Linked DNA regions of Rattus norvegicus: region 2 is linked to region 1. A link is a contact called in public Hi-C data. All regions are on one chromosome and are shown on one strand. The core of a region is the stretch at or near the end of the contact, and the rest is flanking DNA. Distances in the headings are between cores, read along the strand shown. Region 1 holds the start of Marcks (myristoylated alanine rich protein kinase C substrate). Region 2 overlaps LOC120098865 (a long non-coding RNA gene).

Region 1 (7,957 bases), core at 1,555-4,054:
CACACCACATCCCTCCATAAAGAGCGCAAATGGAGAATAAAAGTCTCTTTTCCCCCCTGTCGAGTTGGCTCCAGGCTCTACTTTCCTATTTTTAATGTCCTGGATTCTTTAATCTCACTTATGTAAATGCATCTGGATTCTCCCCCCACCCCCGAAATCCTTAACTCCACGGGGAGACCACCAAACTGTTGGGGGAACTCTAGCACATAAAGACCAGCAGCTCCACTAGTTTGCTAGCATTCCTTATGGTTCATAGCAAGAGTCAATCTCTTCCCTTTTCCCAGCCCCGCCCCGCTCTCTCCCATCCACCCGCCTCTTCCACCCCCCGCCAGGCTTAGGGGGTGCTTGAGTCTGGGTGGGAAGGGAGGAAGGGGAGAGGGAGACTTCAGAGCTCGGCCCAAACCCGCCTCTCCACCCGCTCTCCCGGGGACCACCAGCTTTCCAACCACACTGGCGATGCGTTTCCTTAACCAAAGGAAATCACGTCTTCAGCTGCAAAATAGGGACCACAGGGGGACAGCCCGCGTGTTTACTCTCGTTGGCTCGCTCCCGCGCTGCTGCAGGGAGGGATTGGCTCCCCCGCTCCCCTGACGCTCATGGGCTCCGCCTCGACACGGCCATCTGCTCGGCGTGGGTCCTGGGGTCTCCTCCTGACCCACTCCCTGCACCCCTCCCCTCGCGCCCCTCCCCGCCCCCACACCGCCGGGCTCCGCCCCTTCCCCCTCCCGGCGCCTCGGGCTCCGAATCTTCCCCGCGGTTGCCCCGGAGACGAGCCGATACCAGGCAAATAGGCATCGGAGAAAGAAAAGGGGGGGAAAGCTGCACGACAGCCTGTTAACAAAGGAGCTATAAAAGCAGCCCCCGAATGTCTGGGAGAAAAAATCCGAAAGCGAACTAGCAATCACACCAATTTAAAACCGGAGGGAGACGCAGAGGAAGGGGCAAGGTTCCCGTGGGGGTGGGTGCACAGATTGCCTTTTGAGCTTTTGGGAATCTCCTGGATGGTGGTATTGGATCAGCCCAGTTGGCTTTTCAAGTTGGAACTGCTAATGAGGGATTCGCGTCCATCCTGGCTGCTGGGTTCTCGGGCCAGGCCAGCAGGCTTCCTTACGGGTGCTAACACGTTGGTTGGCAAGATGCATTTCGACGAAATGTTCCTTCCAGTTGCTCTGTGGAATATGACTTCGGGATTGAATAATGTATCTAAAGGTACTGGACAGTCAGGAGATGAAACTTGACGCAACGATGTTCTGCTCAGTGACTGTCAAACAGCACTTGAACAAAGGGTTATTGGCTTGAACCAACTGTCCTTTTCACTCAAAGTGTGACCTATTTCCCTACAATGAACAGAAAATAAAACTGTTTGACCATTCCGAGCCAACACCGAGAGAAACGAACCATTCCCTCGACTGATTCTCGCCTCCATCGTTCACGTTGCACAGTCATTAAATGCAAACGCCGAAAGATGGTTTGGATTTTCTCATGAGCGAAAATATGGGTGGTAGATGAATGTGTATTAAGTTGCGTCCTCTATCCCTTCTCCCTTCCAGATACATTAAATCAACGCCTGCTCTCTCACACACTAAAAGCGTCTGGTGGTAAGGGTTGTAGTGAACGAGAGAGATATCCTACACACCGCTGTAGAGCCTTAGCCTGGGTTAGACGTGGAGTCTCCAGGGATTTTCTTGCTGTCTCTCAACAGTGCAGGCGATTTCTTCTGAGACTAGGACTCAGTAGACTTTCCTCGCTGCTGCCTCTCTTCCTGGAGCACACTTGATGCTGTGCACGGACAAGTTCAAAATGAGAGTCCCTCCGCTGTTGGCAGCAAGCTGGGAAAACAACTCATGTCGACGAGAGTAGCTGTCTCCCAACTGTAAATATGGATTCGTACACTCAAGGCTCCGTCTCGTTTTACCACAGAGGGAAATTAATTATGTCGTTTCATACAGCGGTAACATGCTAGCGAGTTTCGATCTTCTGCAAATGGTCCTCACTGTGTTTTTTAGAAAAGTGATCGCTAATTGGAATAGCCGGAGAGACGCGATTTGAAGCGCTCCAAGGAACATTTTTAAAATATTTTATTTCACGCCTCTGGGAGAAAGGAAGAAGCATGGCTTAGGCTGTTTGCTGCTTTTGCATTTCCCACATCTGGCCTACAGACCTAATTCCAACTGGAGATCTCGCTAGGTGAAATTCGATCTTCGTGGTTTAAATACCTTTCAGTGTGGGACGATTTACCAATTGCAGCAGTTTAAAGAAAGAAAAAAACAAACAAAACCCCCAAAATCCTTGCGCACTGTGAAACCCTTATGAAACGCGGAGGGAAAAAAAAAGCTGCTAGCACACAAATCCTATCCATTGTCTTTAACACTCGCGTACACACTTATACACGTAAACACACAGAGAAGATGGGGGAGGGGAGAGAGTGGCTAGAGACAGACGCGGATATAGACCAGCAAGAGTCAATGCGAGTCAAGTTAAGGCTTTCTCCGCCCCCATCCATAAGTACCCCCTCCCGTGTTAATTAATTCCAAACAAAGCAAGCCAATCAAGAAATGCATTATTATTTTCTGGCCGAGGGAGACGAGAAGCACGTAATTTTTAATTGATTTATTTATTTGGAGGACATTAATTCTCGGTCTGAGGCTGATTTTTCAAACCGTTTGCAAAGCGCGGCTCCATTGTTCGCCCGGAGCGCAGGCCCCGCCTCCTGCTTTGTGTGCGGCGCGCGGATTGGCCAGCGCGCGCGGGGGCCGCGTCAGCGCCCGCGAGCCCATTCATCTGTGCACTTGGGCGTTGGACCCCGCATCTTATTAGCAACCAGGGAGATTTCTCCATTTTCCTCTTGTCTACAGTGCGGCTACAAATCTGGGATTTTTTTTTATTACTTCTTTTTTTAAAAAACTACACTTGGGCTCCTTTTTTGTGCTCGACTTTTCCACCTTTTTCCCTCCTTCCTGCGCTGCTGCTTTTTGATCTCTTCGACTAAAAATTTTTTATCCGGAGTGTATTTAATCGGGTCTCTTCTGTCCTCCTCGTCACCCCCACCCCCTCCCTCCGGTGTGTGTGCCGCCGCCGCTGTTGCTGCTGCCGCCGCTGCTGCTGCTCGCCCCGTCGTTACACCAACCCAAGGCTCTTTGTTTCCTCTCTTGGATCTGTTGAGTTTCTTTGTTGAAGAAGCCAGCATGGGTGCACAGTTCTCCAAGACCGCAGCGAAGGGAGAAGCCGCCGCTGAGAGGCCCGGGGAGGCGGCTGTGGCCTCGTCGCCTTCCAAAGCAAATGGGCAGGTAAATTCTACCTGTGGTTCTGGGCATTTCTTGGGTGTCTTTCTCTAATCTGGACGCCTCGCCTTCCCTCTGGTCGCGCCCGAGATGCATTCCGGGGAGGGGAGCGTGGCCAGATCCTAGTCTGAAAGTTGAATGGGTAACGATAGCCTAAATTGTCAATTTTTCATAAGAACCAAAGGAGTGGTTCCTAAGGATCCTGGCGAATTCTTGAGTAGACCGGAGGAAGAGTGATAAATCGCCTAAAATGGCGTGGTTTGGAAATTGGCTGAACGTGACTAGTTAGATGCACACCCCCCCCAACGCCCCTCCAGGTTGCATTTGCATTTGGGGCCACAGCAGTGTTTGGGTGGCTCACGTATTTATTGTCGAGATTGGGTCGTCTTTGAGATTTCTGGTGTGGTTGTGTGTGTGCGCGCGCGTGTGTGTATGTGGGTAGGAAGGGGGGAGCCAACGTGGATGGCGGTGGAGAAAGCCAAGCAGAGAGAGAAGGCTTGTCTTATTGTATCCAGAGGCAGTATGCCTCGGGTTTCTTGGAAAGGTGGCTGGTTAGAGCTGGACAGGCAGCTTTTCCAAGTGCCTTTCCGATGCCCCCCCCCTTTGGTAGCTGTGTAATTACACACCCATATGACTTTTTAAATGCTATCCTGGTGTGGTGGGAATACTCAGTAGGTTTTTGAAGACCCTTTCCTGCCTACCAAGAGGGGAGCAGTTTTGGTGTTTTGGTCTGGACCGTTCCTGTGAATGGCACCTCGGCCACCCTCGAGAATTGCCCTAGTGCTGCTGCGACCCAGGCAGAGAGCCATGGTTGGGTGGGCTCAAGAGGTCGGCCATGGGTGGCTGCTTCCCAAACACCAGGCACCCACCACGCCTCTTTTCCTGGAGGAAAAAAAAAAGGCCTGCTCTAAACCTACTGGGGCAAGACGTGCTCTGTCTAGAGGCTTTAAGCCCGTTAAAAATGCAAAAAGAAGCTGTCCCGGCGCACCCCGATTTGCAGAATTATGGGCGAAGGTGGGCGTGGGAGCAGAGGCCAGACTTCAGACATAATGGGTTTTCCCCAGCGCTGCTGGTTGCCGAGCCTCGGAGAGGCCGACCCGGGGCAGCCACCTGAGCTTTGTTTGCGGACTCCCGGGCTGCGCGATCCCCGGCTCGGGGGCGCCTCGGCCTGCGGGCAGGGCCCGGCTAGGCAGGGCGGGGTGGCCCCGCCCCTGAGCGCCCGCCCGCCCGCGCCCCGCTCCGCTCCGCGCGGTGGAGGAGCAGCGCCCCCTGCCGGCGCCATCCGGGGATGCGCAGCCCCGAGAGCTCGAGTTGCTGGAGGCGGAGGGAAGGGTAGCCTGATGCAGAGCATGGGCTCCCATCCGAAGGCCTCGGAATGTGGGCGACTTCTGTCCACTCCCCGGCCGCCGGGCACGTGCGGTCGAGCGGCCGGGTCCCTTCCTAAGCTGGCCCGGGGTGGGCGGGGACGGCACTGTCGGCCACTCCGAGTGACGCTCCGGTCTTTTTTCTTTCCCTGCCCCGTAGGAGAATGGCCACGTAAAAGTGAACGGGGACGCGTCGCCCGCCGCCGCCGAGCCGGGCGCCAAGGAGGAGCTGCAGGCCAACGGCAGCGCCCCGGCCGCCGACAAGGAGGAGCCTGCGAGCGGCGGCGCCGCGACCCCCGCCGCGGCCGATAAGGATGAGGCAGCCGCGGCCCCCGAGTCGGGCGCCGCCACGGCCGACAAGGAGGCTGCGGAGGCCGAGCCCGCCGAGCCCGGCTCCCCCTCCGCGGAGACCGAGGGCGCGTCTGCCTCCTCCACGTCGTCCCCCAAGGCGGAGGACGGGGCCGCGCCGTCTCCCAGCAGCGAGACCCCGAAAAAAAAAAAGAAGCGCTTTTCCTTCAAGAAGTCCTTCAAGCTGAGCGGCTTCTCCTTCAAGAAGAGCAAGAAGGAGGCCGGCGAGGGCGCTGAGGCGGAAGGCGCGACCGCCGACGGCGCCAAGGACGAGGCCGCAGCTGCAGCCGGCGGCGACGCGGCCGCGGCCCCGGGGGAGCAGGCGGGCGGGGCGGGCGCCGAGGGCGCGGAGGGCGGAGAGTCCCGGGAGGCCGAGGCGGCGGAGCCGGAGCAGCCGGAGCAGCCTGAGCAGCCCGCGGCGGAAGAGCCAAGGGCCGAGGAGCCGTCGGAGGCCGTGGGGGAGAAGGCCGAGGAGCCCGCGCCGGGCGCCACCGCAGATGACGCGCCCTCCGCTGCGGGGCCCGAGCAGGAGGCGCCCGCCGCCACCGACGAGCCCGCGGCGTCCGCAGCTCCCTCCGCGTCACCGGAGCCGCAGCCCGAGTGCAGTCCGGAGGCGCCCCCCGCGCCGGTGGCCGAGTAAGCTCCGGGCGCCCTCTTGTAATTCAAGAACTTTTCCCCCCAAGTTTGTTTGTTGGAGTGGTGCCAGGTACTGGTTTTGGAGAACTTGTCTACAACCAGGGATTGATTTTAAAGATTTTTTTTTTAATTTTACATTTTTTTTTTAAAGCAGCAAATTTTGTTTTCTTTTAAAGCCCCCTTCCCCACAGATCCCATCTCAAATCATTGTTACCACCATTCCGACAGGCCGAGGACGGTTTAGACAGCTTCCTCTGCCTTCTTTTGTTTTTGTTTTTGTTTTTTTTTTCTTTACTTTTACTCTTTTTTTTTTGCATCAGTATTAATGTTTTTTGCATACTTTGCATCTTTATTAAAAAAATGTAAACTTTCTTTGTCAAATCTATGGACGTACCCATATATGAAGGAGATGGGTGGGTCAAAAAGGAATATCAAATGAAGTGATAGGGGCCACTATGGGAAATTGAAACAGTGCATAACATTGCCAAGATAATATGCCACTAAAAACGACGGTGTAAAGGCTTAGGGGTTTCCTTCTTTCCTTTTTTTTTTTTTTAAAGAAAGTTATTACGATGTATTTTGTGAGGCAGGTTTACAACACTACACGTTTTGAATAAGAAGGAAAAAGAAAAGAATTAAAAACACCAATACCCAGATTTAAAAAAAAAAAATCATAGTCTTAGGAGTTCATCTAAACCATAGGAACTTCCTGCTTATCTCATGTTAGCTGTACCAGTCAGTAATTATGTAGAACTACAAGTTGTATAGGCTTTATTGTTTATTGCTGGTTTATGACCTTAATAAAGTGTAATTATGTATTACCAGCAGGGTGTTTTTAACTGTGATTATTGTATAAAAACAAATCTTGATATCCTTCAGAAGCACATGAAGTTTGCAAGTCTCCACCCTGCCCATCTTTTTGTAAAACTGCAGTCATCTTGGACCTTTTAAACACAAATTTTAAACCCAACCAAGCTGTGATACGTGGAATGGTTACTGTTTATACTGTGGTATGTTTTTTTTTTTCTTTTTTCTTTTTTTTTTTTTTTTTTTGATTACAGCAGACAATGCTTTCTTTTCCAGTTGTCTTTGAGAATAAAGGAAAAACAAATCTTCAGATGCAGTGGTTTTGCGTAGCACCTCGTCTCTCGTGTTTTGTAAATACTGGAGGATCTTTGACCAATTTGACATAGAGCTGGAATGTAACGTTGCTTACAAACATTGCTATTCAACTCCTGCTTAAGGTGTTCTAATTTTCTGTGAGCACACTAAAAGCAAAAAATAAATGTGAATAAAATGTACAAATTTGTTGTGTTTTTTTATGTTCTGAGGCTGACTTCTAGGTCTTAGGTTAACTTTTAGGGAGGCCTTGCATGCCATCAAAAGTACATTTGGCTGTGGTTTTTGATAAGAAGTTTTCAAGCTCTGGAATTCATAATCAGTGTCAAATTACATATGTGGGAAGATCTTATACTGTGTCGATTGTTATCATTTATCTGCTTTTAATTTGCATTTAAAACTGAAAATTACTTTTACTGTAGTTATGTAGCATGCCAAATTAAGCCACTTAAGACAGAAGTGGCTGGACCCTAAGACTATTTCATAAACTGTTTTCTTGTCATTGCAGGTCCAGAAGCAAGAGTGTTGAGTTCAGACTGCACATAAGTCATGAAAAGATGGCCAAACATGTTTAAATGTTGATGGTTTATATGGTATAAGCCTTAGCGTTTGGCTCACTTCCAAATTATTGTCGAAATGTGCTATACTTTACGGACAGGTTTCCATAAGGAAGTAATGGTGTTCAATGGACATATTGTTAGTTTTGGACCATTAGCATAGCTTCGACCTTTTTTTTTTTTCTTTTGAATCAAAGTGTTAGCATCTTGTTACTCAAATGAAAAGATAATCCTTTATATATTAATCCTTACTAGTTTACTTTCTGCTTATTTTCCAGCTTATAACTGGATTTTTTTTACTGGACCCTAAACTGATTCTTTTTTTAACTATTGCTTTATTAAATGCAAAATAGTCCACCTGTTGTGATTTGAGCAGAGTGCCGGGTGGAGTTCAGGGTAAAGTTGAGCCACATCTGTGGTGGCCTCTCAATATTCCATCATATTAAGAATAACAGCATTAGCTTTTGGATAATGCTCCCTAATTGAAATAATGGATCAGAACTAATGGTTCCTTTCCTTTCTAAACAGTCTCCCTGCTAATGATACCAAGTAACATTTGAAAGAGTAAACTTGATCCTGAGTTTCTTGAGTTCTTGGAAGATTAAAGTCAAACCTGGTAACCAAAGGACTGATTTGTGGGTCTTTCCCACTT
Region 2 (7,957 bases), core at 2,374-4,873, 360 kb before region 1:
GGGAGAGAGACATGAAGAGGAAGGAGATCTAGACAAGGAGGAAGGGTAGGGGGACGGCTACAAGCTCAAAAGAAGCAAGGTAAGTTTGGGGTAACTCAAGATGATTTGAGACAAAGTAAATATGAGGAAAGAAAATGAAGAGGGAGAAAAGGGAGGAGCAAGGGCTTGGAAATGGATAGAGCACATTTTAACAGAGTTTCAAATGCTGCCCTCTGGTAACTGCATCTAACAATCGGGCGGCATTTTAGAGATTCCCCTCCAGCATCAGTGTGGGAGTGAATTAAACTGAGGCGATTTGAAGTTTGTGTTTGTTTTGTTCTTTAATGGGCTAGATCATCTCCATGCTGGAGAGATATGATAAACACCTAAATAACGAATTACCAGTGGGAATAGAAGCCAGATATGTTTGGGGTTTGAGGTACCAGAATCACAGGAAGCTGTTGTGGGGTTCCACTTGGCTCAAGATGTAAAGTATGTGGGATGTGGAGAGGGGGAAGATACTGGGCTATTTGTTTATTCGTCGTTAATTTTTTTTTCACTGCCAAATTTAGATGCTTGTGAACTCACTGGAGAAAGGCCCATTGGATGAGGGGTGAGGATACAGATTGATCAAAAGACAAGGCGCTAAAGATACTGATCTGGGAAACCCTCCACCGGGAAGCAGGAACTGGAGATGAGAGAGATTAAGATGACTCCAGAAAAGTAGTCAGTGAGAAAGAAAATAGCCTGAGAACAGAACTCAGAAAAGCCAACATCCAAGGGAGGATAAGGAAAGCCCACCCACAGAGGATAAATTGGGAAAGAGAGAGAGAGAGAGAGAGAGAGAGAGAGAGAGAGAGAGAGAGAGAGAGATGAGGCCTGAACAGTGTGATCAAGCTACAAGGCATTTCTTAGTGACTTCAGTTAAAGGAATGTCTGGGAATATGTGGGCAGCAGCCTGTTTGGGTTCTAGAAAAATGAATAGGACAAAATTTAGGATGGACATAGAAGCTGGACAGTGAAGTTAGATCATGATAGGGGGAAATAGACGTTTATTGAGTTCTCTAGTAAAGTACTTGTCTGACATGTGGAAAACCCTTCAATATGCAGTAATATATATGTGTATGTGTATGTATATGCGTATAATGTATACGTACATGTTTGGAGTTTGAGGTAATGGCCAATTTGAGGTGCCAGAATCACAGAAAGCTGTCACAGAGGTCCACTTGGCTCAAGAAGTAAAAGTATGTGGAATGTGGAAGAAGAGAAGATACTGGGTTGTTTTTTTCAATGGTTTGCTTTGTGCAATGCCAAGTTTAGACACTTGTGAACCCATTGAAAAAGGGTATGTGTGTGAGTGTGTGTGTGTATATATCCATATATATATATATATATATGTATATATACATATCTATCATCGGTGCCTGCTTTTGAGTCTTAGTTTCAAGATGACATAAAAAGGGGGGAGAAAGAATGTAAAAAGGAGAGAGAGAGAGAGAAGAAAGAAGAAGAAGGAGGAGGAGGAGGAGGAGAAGGAGGAGGGAGAGAGAAAGAAAGATTGGTGGGGGGAACAGTGGTCAGACCATGGCCAGCCTATTGTTGCACCAATTATTCCCACCTAAGGAGAAGACCATTAGGTGTTGATTACTCAGAACACTGTGGTAAGTGTTCCAAAGTAAGTGTCTTAGATGCTCATGTGATTCCCATGCTCTGTGTCAAGTTGCATTGTGTCAGGAATGGTTTATAGGAAGCCATTTATAGGAACGTTGTCAGGAATTGAATTCCTGAAGCCCAGAAGAACTGAGTACCCACACATTGATTTGGGCTGCTGGTGCTTCCCCTCAACCTCCACCAGAGTTCAGGTAAAGGTCTTGCTTCATAAGGATGGAGGAAAAAAAATATCTGGGACAAATAAATTATACTTTAAAAAATAAATGTATTTCTTTTATTGAGTTCAGTGGCACATGCTTGTACACCCAGAGTTTGGAAAGCTGGGGCAAGAGGCTCCCAAGTTTGAGTCTAGGCTAGACACATAGAGAAACCCTGTCCTACCCACTCACCTATAATCTTCAATAAAAAAAAAAGAAAGAATGTGTGTGTGTGTGTGTGTGTGTGTGTGTGTGTGTGTGCAGTACATTGCCTTCTACATAGAAAAAGATATTGAACTCTAAGATTGAAAAGTATAAGGGAGTGGAAGTAAAGAAAAAACTAAGTCACAAGTAGACAGACTAGAGGATTTTAAGAAGCTATAGAGAAAAGATTTGCCTTAAGAGGGCGAAAATATCTTCTCTTGAGAGTAGGGTCAAAAGTATTGGGTGAGCAGAAATACAAACACATTGTTGGGTAAAAAAAGGGGAACTAAGGGCCATCTGTGGGTCACTGATTTCTCTGTGCAATAGTCTGATGCATCTTAAAGAGAGAATCATCTTGAAGGTCCCTCTATTTCACACCCTGGTTAAAAAATAAAAAAGAAGGGTGTGACTAGAAGGTGATAATTGAAATGTACTTCCCCAAGAAGACCTCGTACCCCCCCAAGTCAATCCCAAACACCCCCTTTGTTGTGAGCTAACTGAGATTTCACTGGAATACCAGAAGGTCAGAACCCTGGAGGACCAGAAGGCCTGGCAAAGGGAAAGTGGCTACTGCCTTACAGAGAACTCAGGCCCTGACAGATGTCATTCAGGTCTCCAAAGACGACTCCCAAGTTAATAAATTGTGAAAATAAAAAAGATTTTAAAGTAATGTACTTAATTCATTACTCGACTTACAGTTCAGTATTGAGTGTGACATTTTATTTTAGAGGACAAGACTCGCACAAAGAGGCATAAAATACCATTCCAGTAGACCTGGACGGTGGACTATGGAACTAATGGGTTAGTTATGTTCAGTTTGGGACTTACTGGCCATCTCCCATCTTCCTTCTTTCCGATCTTTCTGCCTTTGAGAAGGCTGAGTTCTTGCCTCATGCCCATCTCATGATTGGATTATGGGAGCATGAAAGTTGTCTGGCTTCATGTTCAAGGTTAGAAAGACATCCTGCCTCAGGAAAATGGCACATCCCTCACTGTCAGGGTTATGCATAGAAAGCACACTTCCCACTGCTCCTCCAGACTTTTAGGGGCCTTCGCTTAGGCCAAAATTGCTGATGGGTGTTCATGTTTTTCAAAAGAAAAAAAGCATGAAGCCTTCCCATAAGGAAGTTCGTGTAGGTCAGGTGTAGCGTCAGTCAGTGGGAGACAATGAGTTTGTCTATAGGAAGTGACAAGAACCGAGAAAACAAATTTTCAAAAGGTCTTCAATTCTCATCTTGCTTTGTTCCTCTGGTGGTAGCACTGCCTCTAGAAGCACAAGTGTCCTGCGTCTCATCATAGAGTTGCTTGTCACTGGTGTCCTCATTGAATTCTACACATGTGTGGCTTGTCTTCAGAGGCACAGTGTGGTGTGATGTAACACACGCTTGACTGTGGACTCAGAGGCAGTGTGGTGTGATGTAACACACGCTTGACTGTGGACTCAGACTGCCCAGATATAGCTCATTAGCCAGCTCTGTGGCCATGAAGAAGACCCACATAGGCCTGATCCAGCTAATAAGCCTGTTTCCTGCCAGCATACACACTACAACAGAAAACTGCAAATGATTCTCCATGATTGGATTTCATAATCCCTTATTCCCACAGAGCAGTTAGTTTTATCTGCTCCTCCTACAATGCCTTCTGTTATTTGCTTATAATCCTCTTTTGTCCCCAGGCAAGATCTTTTAAGGCCTTCTTTGTGCCCATTTTTACCACTTAAAACCTCTCATTCTGGTCTTTTCTAAGTCTGTCTCATCAAAATTATTCGCGAGGTAAGAAATCAGAATTCCTAGTTGATATTTTGGCTACAGTTTTGAAGGAATAAAGTACTAATATGTAACAAATAGTTTAAAAAGAAATGTATTGTTGCCTGAAAACATAGCCAGTCAGTAGAGTGGCTGCCTAGCATGCTTGAGGCTTATTTTGTGTTTAGCACCCTAGAGGTCACCATTCAAGCCTTCAGACTGAGGCCAAGCTGAACCTTCACATGTTGGAGTAGCACAATTGCCTGCTGTGCAGTCAGTCAGAAAGCTCACATTTGGTCAAATTCTCTGCCATTTGCCCTAGGATAAAGCTGGGCTCACAGATACAGCAGAATCCTGTGTGCTGGAAAACCATTCTCTCCATAGGGAACATGATCGTAGATGGTTTTCGCATTTACCATGGCGCCTTGTTATTAAGCTGCTATGTGGATGTGGACCTTTCCATTTGCATTTTAGATGGCTTGGAAATTGCCAGACTTCCCAACAGAAAGGCTCCTCCTATGTGGAGGTCTGTTGCTGAGCTTGCATGACTGCTGGCTACCATGGAGATTCATGCCCTGGGCAACTCACTGGCCTTTCCACAGAATTTTACAGAAGTCTTGCAAGCTCACCTCGATTATTTTGAAAGCCTAGAAACTAAGACCTCAATTCTCAACACTCTTAGGCTATATAGCAATGAAATTGGTCAAACAACCACAGCATACACACATACAAATAGATATACAGAAAGTGTTTTAGGCAATGTTCTCAGCCTTACTCATTGTTTAACTCATCATTTATTTTTTACTTATTCACTTTTTATCCTGCTCACTGTCTCCCTCCCAGTCACCCCCTTCTCTTCTCTGATCAGGTGAGGGCCTCCAAGGACCTTCCATCCAAGTCTGCAAAACTAGGCACATTCTTTGCCACCGAGGCCAAACAAGGCACCCCAGCTAGAAGAACAGAGCTCATGTACAGGTAACAGCTTTTGGGATATCCCCTGTTCCAGTTGTTTGGGACCCGGATGAGGACCAAGCTGCACATCTGATACATAACTGCTCGGAGATCTAGGTCTCCAGCATATGTGTGTACTTTGGTTGACAGTTCAACAAGAAATGCCGAAACAGGGATAGTGCAGAGACTGAGAATGACCAACCGATAAGAGGCCCAACTTGAGACCCATCCTATGGGTAAGCACCAATCCCTGACACTATTACTCTGTTATGCTTGCAGACAGCAGTTTAGCATGACTGTCCTCTGAGAGGTTTCACCTAGCAGATGACTCAGATAGACGCAAACACCCACACTCAAACAGTGGATGGAGCATGGGTTCTCTTATGGAAAAATTGGGGGGAAGGATTGCAGGCCCAGAAGGTGATAGGAACTCTACAGGAACACCAACAGAGTCAACTAACCTTGGCCCCACTCACGTTAACCACACGAAGTTAGAATAAATTTTACAGCCAGTGTCTCTGTCTCATCCTATCACTCCTCTATGTATAATTTTAACCTTTGGGCCAGCAGTCAGATTACATAATAGGTGGAAATACACTCATGCAGAACTGATGACTTTAGTTGAACCCTATAACTAGGAAGATAGCAGGACATACAGTAAACAAACAAATAAATAGTCCTCATTAAAATAAAATAAAATGCCTGTGGTAAGGGTGTACAGGGGCAATCTCATCAACCAAGGCCTTACATGTCTTCGGGAATGAATCCTAGCCACTGGGTATAGTCAAACTTGTCCTGGACAGCTGTCCTTCTCGTGAGCACCTTCAATGGGCTTAGTCTTGCTAAGGGCCCTATCTCCCTATATATTGAAAACATGTGGTCTTTAAAGTGGTAGAATAGAACCACATTCATATCCTCTTTAACTAATGCAGGGATCTAAATGTATACACCACCATTAACAATCTTTATTTCTGTCTATCCCTATGTTCTTAGAAATGGTCCAGCAACTGTCTCTCTGTCAGCCAAAAATAAACTATAAAATTAAATGGACATTAACTATGGGTTCCCCACCTCTACTCTTTCAGCTTTTCTTCAGTAAGTATTTACACAAACTTCCCTTTTAAAGCTTATTCCCCTGCTATGGTAATGAGGCTTGAAAATTTCTATGCGTGTGTTATTATGTAATTTGTATACAGTGAAAGAAAAATCGTTATTATAGATTTTGATAAAATTTTATGAAAATGTCACTCTGTCGTAGCCTTACCAATTTGTAGAATATTTTCACCAACTGTTCACTTACTCTGCAGTCAGTAATGCCTTCCCATGTATATAGGTACTGCCATTCTGATTGTATCACATGGATGAGTCTGACCTGTTCCTGCCCTTTATGTAAATCAAATCATGTCTCCTGTTTGATTTCTGATTTTCTGATTTTCTTCTCAACCCCATTTCTAATGTATTGGGAGTTTATTCTATTTATTGCTGACTAATAATTTTACATAATTACTTGACAACAGAGACATGGCCTACAAAATGCATCTTTTTTTTTACTTGAGCACACTATGTACTTGATGTACACAGGATAAGCACAGTATGTACATCCATAAATGAAGATGGCCCCAACAGCACTAAGCAATACAGTCTTAAGGGATTAATATCACATGTGTGGTCTCTTGTTGACCTAATAACATTATTCATTCATGACTTTATCTATCTGAGGTAACAAAGTTGGCTACTCTTTCCTTGATGACATTTTTCTATTATGAATAATGTTTTATTCTAATGGAAAACTTTTTCTGAATGCACATGGAATGGCTTAGTCATAGGATTTTTTTTCTGGAAATAATCAACTTTTCATAATGAAGTGGCATTTTTATATTTCCATCAGCAAGCTATGAGCTTTCCAGCTATTCTAAACACAGTAAGGTGTACAATTATGTTTCATTCATTCTTTCTCATGAATACAGGAATATTTGTTAGCCAATTCAACCTAGTCTTATGGCATAAAGCATATTTCCTGTGTTCAAGTTGAACAATGATGATTCTTACATTTATAGAACATACTAGAAGTACATGGTAGGTTTTTCCATTCTGTGGTTAAAATAAAAGAATATCAACGGAAAAGTGGAATCTCTCACCCAAGTGGAATTTCTCAATGAATGTAATTGCACACTCTTGAAATGAAAAGTCAGTAATTTTTTTCGTGACTTTTTATTACCAGATTGCTTATTTAGAGAGAGTCTCTCATCCTTAAAGGGTACATTGGGAATTCATGCATCCTTTAGCTTTTACCTTGAGGTCTGTAAGCTTAGGAGCTAAAAATTGTTATCATATTGCTAGGTAGGCAATGGTTGCTGAGCAAAAACAGCAGCCATGATCAACAGGTTTCCCTGGAGGAGATGCCTAAATATGAGACTCAAAGTTTTGCCTCAACTGAATCAACGTGGCCCTAGAATTTGAGTTAAAGAGACTCTCCATCTGGAGGTGAAATCACTTGAACTCCCTCTGCTGCTCAACACATCTCAAGTATGCATTAATGCTGACTAAAACGCTCTCTGATGCCATAAGCTATTTGCTCCTGGCCTAAGGCAAAATCAGGTGTTTCCTAACCAGCTCTGTTGAGGCTGAACCCAAGAGATGCGATATGGTAGGACTTGAGAATAATCTCTTCAGAATCTGATTAATACTTAATTAAGCAGAAGCAACTTCTTCTCTGTCGAAAAGTCTTTGAGTGTCAGAGAACACATTCTGGGTTTTCTTTTACTATGATTTTTTTTATAACGGTTGCATTCAAAATTAATTAATGTATCATTTGAACAATATTTACTCTGAACTAGCCCACCATAATAAAATGTTTTACATATTTTGAACAAAGCTGTTTATGTAATTTACTAGTTAGTTTGTCCCTTAACACAAGTTGGAGTCATCTAGGAAGAGAGAACGTCAACTGAACGGAAAAAGATCTCTGTCAGATTGGCCTATAGTCAAGCATATGGGGCATTTTTGGGCATGTTCACAGTGCTACCACTTAGCTGCTAAGCCACATGTGTACAAGAAAGCAAACCGAACAAGTCACAGAAAGCAAGCCAGTAAACAATGTTAGTCTGTTTCAGTCCCTGCCTCCCTCCAGGTTCCTGCCTTGACTTCCCTTACGACAGACTGTAAGCTGTAAAATGAAATCAAAACTTTCCTCTTCAAGTTGCTTTTACT

The links. Hi-C and Micro-C count contacts between places; a contact is called where the count stands out from the background.
Region 2: a contact with region 1 is called in a Hi-C map of Schwann cells, with 10 times the contacts expected there. The contact joins the enhancer-like site here to the promoter of Marcks in region 1. A contact is called at or near these places in 3 of 12 Hi-C or Micro-C datasets (Schwann cells, liver and mammary epithelial cells) and 1 of 1 datasets of contacts at active chromatin or transcription factors (oligodendrocytes).

What each region holds. Positions count from the first base shown.
Region 1 is chr20:42,240,729-42,248,685 of GRCr8, reverse strand. Marcks (myristoylated alanine rich protein kinase C substrate) reads left to right here and starts at 2,804. Exons shown (of 2, transcript NM_001271090.3): 1 at 2,804-3,287; 2 at 4,806-7,957. The coding sequence starts at 3,186. The coding sequence ends at 5,633. It overlaps LOC120098996 (a long non-coding RNA gene), which reads right to left and starts at 662. Exons shown (of 3, transcript XR_005497830.2): 1 at 534-662.
Region 2 is chr20:42,606,472-42,614,428 of GRCr8, reverse strand. It overlaps LOC120098865 (a long non-coding RNA gene), which reads left to right. Exons shown (of 4, transcript XR_005497528.2): 1 at 1-4,771; 2 at 4,898-4,983; 3 at 5,741-5,842. Among named protein-coding and RNA genes, the nearest start is that of Trnap-agg35, 130 kb to the right of the region's middle. Within about 2 kb of position 3,623, at least 1 of the 93 cell types and tissues checked has an H3K27ac peak or open chromatin away from gene starts, as enhancers often do. A contact at or near this core is called in Schwann cells, where this site is marked.